Regions from separate parts of the Sus scrofa genome. Here region 1 is linked to region 2. A link is a contact called in public HiChIP or PLAC-seq data. All regions are on one chromosome and are shown on one strand. The core of a region is the stretch at or near the end of the contact, and the rest is flanking DNA. Distances in the headings are between cores, read along the strand shown. Region 1 overlaps RXRA (retinoic acid receptor RXR-alpha). Region 2 has its middle 24 kb from the start of WDR5.

Region 1 (2,700 bases), core at 123-2,622, 190 kb before region 2:
CGCAGGGATGAGCAGCCTCTGGGGGAGCGTGCGCCCCCTCAGCCGAGGCAGGCAGAGCTGCGAGTCCAGGGCCGGGTGCTCAGAGGAGACTGGACGAGGAGGCCGGGGCGGGGAGGGGGTGCCGCCCCGCCCGCCCGGGGTGCCTACCTTCACGCTTCATGCCCATGGCCAGGCACTTCTGGTAGCGGCAGTACTGGCACCGGTTCCGCTGGCGCTTGTCGATCAGGCAGTCCTTGTTGTCGCGGCACGTGTAGGTCAGGTCCTTGCGCACCGTCCGTTTGAAGAAGCCCTTGCAGCCCTCGCAGCTGTACACCCCGTAGTGCTTGCCTGCGGGCCCAGTGCCAGTGAGGGAGCCGGCCTCCCCGCGCCCCAGGACCCCGGACTCAGCCTCGCTGCCCCTGAGCCGGCGGCCCGGAGAGAGGACGGCCGGCCGGGCCCTGGGCTGCCACGCTGCGTGGGTGGGGGGCCCAGCCCGCCTGCGCCCCCATCAGCCCCGCTGACAGCTGCCTCCTCCGCCGGGAGCCTCCGCGCCACACACCACTTACTGCCCACACCCCCGACGACACAAACATACTAGAAGGCCCAGAGTGAAAGGCTTCGGGGCCCCCTCTCTGGCCGGGCCAGACTCCCCCTCTCGCCCCGCTCGGGGGTCCTGCAGCCCCGCTGTGCCCAGGGCTCACCTGAGGAGCGGTCCCCACAGATGGCACAGATGTGCTTGGTGAAGGACGCCATGTTCCCTGAGGGGTGGGCCGGGACTTTGAGGACCCCGTTGATGCCCAGCGGGGGCTTGATGTCCTCGCTGCTGCTGACCGGGTTCATGGGCGAGCTGAGCTGAGGAGGGGAAGCAGGTCAGCCTGGCACCAGGACGGTGCTGCCCCACCCCACGTTACAGACAGAGAAACCGAGGCGCAGAGGGGGCCCCGCCCACCCCCAGCCGCACTGGGGGCAGCCAGGCCGGGGGGGCTGTCCTGATTCCGGGGTCCCACCCTCCATGGGACCCCCACCTAAATAAGACCTGCCTGCCATTTCTGGGCGCTCCCCCAACAGCACAGCGAGAGCCCCTGGACCCTCTGCTGTGGCAGGTGCTTGAAGGACCCCCCACCCACAGATGAGCTCTGAGGCCTGGTCACAGCGTGGAGGGAGGAGGGCCAGGGTCCAGCCCCGCAGGCGACACTGTCCCAGCCTCTGTGGGCAGGGTGGGGGGTCTCTGATCACGCGACCCAATGAGAAAGGGAGTTGACGCCATCCCTCTACACACACACACACACACACACACACACACCCTCCGCCCCTCCCGCCAGCCTGACGCTGCGCCAGGAGGAAGCGTGGGAAACTCACCAGTCACCCTGGCAACAGCTGCCGCGGCCACAGTGACACAGCAGTTTTGGTTCCGCTGCACCCACCCCAGCTCTCCCATCAGCACCAAGGGCCCAGAGGTGCTTCCCGCTGCCTCCTGAGAGCCTGCCGGTCTCCGCAGGCGCCAGGACCCCAGCCTGGCAGCCCCCAGCACCCCCACTTCTGCAAACCCCCAACAAAGGCGGAAGTCAGCCCTGCAATGTCTCTGGACAGACGGCAGCCAGCCGGCCGTGCAGTGCCTGGTAGCCCGGGGCTGGGCCCTCCTGCCAAGGGAACCTCACCCTCTTCCGTCCCCGCAGCCCTGGGCTCCCATGCCCCTTTCTCACGGGACAGGAAAGCACAGGGCACAGACCACCCCAAAGGCTGTTTCAGCCCAGCCTTGGTGCCTGCAGTGCCCCTTCTGGCCCAGCCAGCTCTGGGCTCTGCCTCCAGCCTGTGGGTCCTGTTGTCCCGCGAGGACACGTCACCCACAGGGCCTGGGGGCTGCAGGGAGGCTGGGAGGCCAGCTCCAGCCTCTTGGGGCTGCCCACACTCAGGAGGTGGGGTGACAGCATGTCCAGGGGACCAGCCGCAGAACTAGGCGCCCCGTGTAACCTGAGAGCGTGCCCAGTGCAGGGTCTGCAGGCTCCAGGAGCCTCTCCCAGGGAAGGGTGCAGAGCAGGTGGGGGGCCACGCCTTTGCTAAGTGCTCCTGTGCATGGGCTTCCCCACGGGGCAGGCCCCGAGGGAGCGGCGGCCCTGCGGTCTCCTTTCCAGAGCGGACACGGAGCTGGGGAGGGCGGGGGACCGCCGAGGGCACACGTTTGCTCGGTGGCTGCGCAGGTCTGAGCTCAGGCCTCTGGGAGTCATCAGCAAACAAGAAGGGGCACCTGGGGCCCCAGAGGACAGGCTGGCCCAAAGCCACTGAGCAGTGCCATCCATCAGACCTGAGTGCCCAGACAGGCGCCTGGAGGCCCCTGAGCATGCGCCCTACCCGGCCGGCAGAGCTCGCCTGCAGGTGGGAGGGTGCACACAACTCGGGAAATTCTCTGACCGCTCTGAGCCTGAAAACCAGAAAACACAAGCACCTCCATCCAAGGGCACCGCCAGGGCGACAGCGGTTCGTGGGCAGCGCTGAGAGCATGGCTAACGGACCCAGCTTGGAGCAGCAAACGGCCTCTGCAGGAGCACCAGGCCTCGGGGACACCACCACAGCTGGGCCTCGGAGGACAGAAAGCGGCACCCCAGGCAGAAGGCCACCGAGCAGACCCTCGGGGACCGTGAAACCCAAGGACCGCCAGGCAAAGCGCAGGAAGTGGGTGCGGCCAGGAGTGGAAGGTCAGAGCAGGGCCGGGCAGGTCCTGAG
Region 2 (2,700 bases), core at 200-2,699:
GGTCCCCTCCTGCCTCCGCACGTCCGGGGGTCAGCGGTCACCTTATTAATAGCAACCCCTGAGGAGAGGCCTCACCCCTGGAGCGTCAGCGCCCTCCCCGCAGGCTTGGCCGAGCGGCCTGAGGGTGTCCCCCGGAGCAACGGCACAGGGGACATTGCCACCCTGCCCGAAGGCTCCGCAGACACTGCAGAGGAAAAAGCAGGTCTCAGAGAGCACATTTTTCCAGCTGTCCCTTCCCCACCATCAACGTTTCATAGCCAATGAAACAGCACCAAGTCTGTACCTGGGCAGAGCAACAGGCCCCATCCTCGGAAACACCGGAGGAGGCGGGCGGGGTCACCTGGGCCCATTAATGCACAGAGAAAAGTCTGGAAAGTGAGGCACCCTCTCCAGACCCGGTCCACCCTCCCCTGAAAGCAAACCTCTAGACAGAGTCCTCTGGTGCCAGGAAGAATTGTGAGAGATGCTGAAACGGAAGGAAAAAGGAAAAAAGAAAAAGAAAAAAAAAAGACTGCTGATCCTGCCCAGGGCGCTGGTGCCTCGAGGTCATCTCAAAGCTGTCTTACCATGGGAAACGGGCAAAAATGCAAAAAATGTGCCCACGGAAATGGCTGGTTGGTAAGAGGAGGGTTATTTTGCTCCTGTGTGGGTTTTGTGTTTTTCGTTTTTTGTTTTTGTCTTTTTAGGGCTGCACCTGCAGCACAGGGAGGTTCCCAGGCAAGGGGTCGAATCAGAGCTGCAGCTGCTGGCCTGCACCACAGCCCCAGCAACACGGGATCCAACCTTGTCTGTGACCTACACAGCTCACGGCAACACAGGATCCTCAACCCGCTGAGCGAGACCAGGGATCGAACCCGCGTCCTCACAGATACGAGTTGGGTTCGTTTCTGCTGAGCCATGACAGGAACTCCTCCTGTGTGGTTTTAAATGCACATGCATAGAATAGGTGTTCTGTAATGAGAAAAGATGGACTTTTGAAAGAACCAGCACTAGAAAGTGTCCAGGCTACACCTCGATAGAGATTTTCGGCGCCGGGCACCTGTCAGGCACCCCACAGGTCCGATGCTTCCCCACGCAGCCCGCAGCACCTCTGAGTCTCCTGTGCCATCGGGGCCCAGGAGCCTGGGCTCCAGACCCCACTGTGTGTGCTGCTCTGGGGGCACCCCGTTCAGGCATCCTGGAAACGCCCGGAGCCCCGGTTTCTCCACGTGGAAAATGGGACCTTGAAGCCACCCCCACAGAGCCCTCCCTGCGAGCGGTGCCCTGAGCCCCAGCCCCAGCGGGGAGGAACCTGGGCTCATTCCCAAGGCCGCAGAGAGCCAGACTGAGCGAGGAAGGCCGGCTGTGCGTGCGGGGCTGAGCTGAGCTTTAGAGGGGAGGTGCGGGCCCTTCCCCAGCGGCTCCATCAGCAGCTCATCAGCAGCCGGGGGACCCTGAGAGGTGCAAGCCCGCCCCCTGGTGGAGGACAGGGCCCAGTTCCCCACCCACCAAGGGCTGCCTGGCAGCACAGGACGCCCAAGCCTGGGGCGCCCCTCTTCGAGGAGAGCAAAGACAAGCAAGGGGCAGGAACCCACAGCCCGGAGGGCGACCCATAGGCCATGCCAAGGCCAGCGGAACAAGAGCCTGTGGCCAGGGACATCTCAGGTGGCCGATTCCAAAGGCCCCCGTGTGGTGCGATGGCTCTTAGCCGTGGCCTAAGGCTGACCCCCTGAGACCCAGCGGCCACTGTGGAAGTCTCGTGACAGCCCCTGGAGGTTCCAGGGTCACCAAGGCCTTCCGTTCCAAAAGGCAACAAGTCCTCGGGGCTTGTCGCCGTTCCTGGGAATGTCACAGCTTCCGCCTCCCAGCCGAAACTGGAAAGGCCTTGGGGGCCAGCCAGGCAGCAGGCAGAGGCCTGTGCGCTGAAGGTAAGCGGGGCAGGGGCCAGGCTCCCGCACAGCCGCCACCATCCCCACTCATGTACCCCCAGGCCCTGCCAGTGAGCTGTGTCCTCATACAAGCCCTGCATCCGGATTTGGCTCTTGTGGCCCGACACCCCTCGCTCGGCAGGATGGGGCTGGGGTTGGGAAGAGCGTTTCCATGGAGCCCCCACCTCTGGCTCTGCCCTTCCCTGCAGGGGCCAAGAACCCCAAGCGGTAACAGCTGATGGAGCCAGGCCTGCCCCACAGACGGCTTCCTGGGACAGGGAGACGGCCATGCTGGGGGCCCAAACCGGCCTCAGACACCCTCCTGATGCCAGCATCTCTCCCCATCAGGTGCCAACTTCCCCAGAGGAAAAATCAAGCTCTCCAAAGCCACCTGTGCCTGCAGATAAGCGCACTGACTATTATTAAGGAAGATTATTCTGCTCCGAGCAATCGGATCACCGCCCGAAGTCACCCACACGGCGCTTGCTGGGTGCTTCCCGGGGCCAAAGCAGACCGAGGGACTGCTGGACGGGAGTGGGCCTGGGTTTGCGGAACCAACAAAGCTGTGCCCAGGGGGTGCCCCGGTGTGGCCAAGGACAGGGCCCTTCTGCCTCCTCTTCCTCTGCTTCCTTCCCTCCCCTGGGCCCTCCCTTCTCCCTCCCGCAGGGAGGAACCTGCACCCCACCCAGGAGCCAAGACGGATGACGAAAGGACTAAAGGACTTGCCCCCGGCCCCCAGGCCTCATTTTCCACAAACTCCACGGCCCCCCAGCAGGCTTTTCTTTAAAAAGGG

Evidence for each region. HiChIP or PLAC-seq counts read pairs in DNA pulled down with a chosen protein or histone mark.
Region 1: a contact with region 2 is called in an H3K27ac HiChIP or PLAC-seq map of alveolar macrophages. The contact joins two enhancer-like sites. A contact is called at or near these places in 1 of 47 Hi-C or Micro-C datasets (liver) and 2 of 2 datasets of contacts at active chromatin or transcription factors (alveolar macrophages and skeletal muscle).

What each region holds. Positions count from the first base shown.
Region 1 is chr1:273,774,478-273,777,177 of Sscrofa11.1, reverse strand. RXRA (retinoic acid receptor RXR-alpha) reads right to left here. Exons shown (of 10, transcript XM_021071603.1): 3 at 681-831; 4 at 148-327. Among named protein-coding and RNA genes, the nearest start is that of RXRA, 77 kb to the right of the region's middle. Within about 2 kb of position 1,372, at least 37 of the 83 cell types and tissues checked have an H3K27ac peak or open chromatin away from gene starts, as enhancers often do. A contact at or near this core is called in alveolar macrophages, where this site is marked.
Region 2 is chr1:273,583,055-273,585,754 of Sscrofa11.1, reverse strand. No RefSeq gene overlaps it. Among named protein-coding and RNA genes, the nearest start is that of WDR5, 24 kb to the right of the region's middle. Within about 2 kb of position 1,449, at least 16 of the 83 cell types and tissues checked have an H3K27ac peak or open chromatin away from gene starts, as enhancers often do. A contact at or near this core is called in alveolar macrophages, where this site is marked.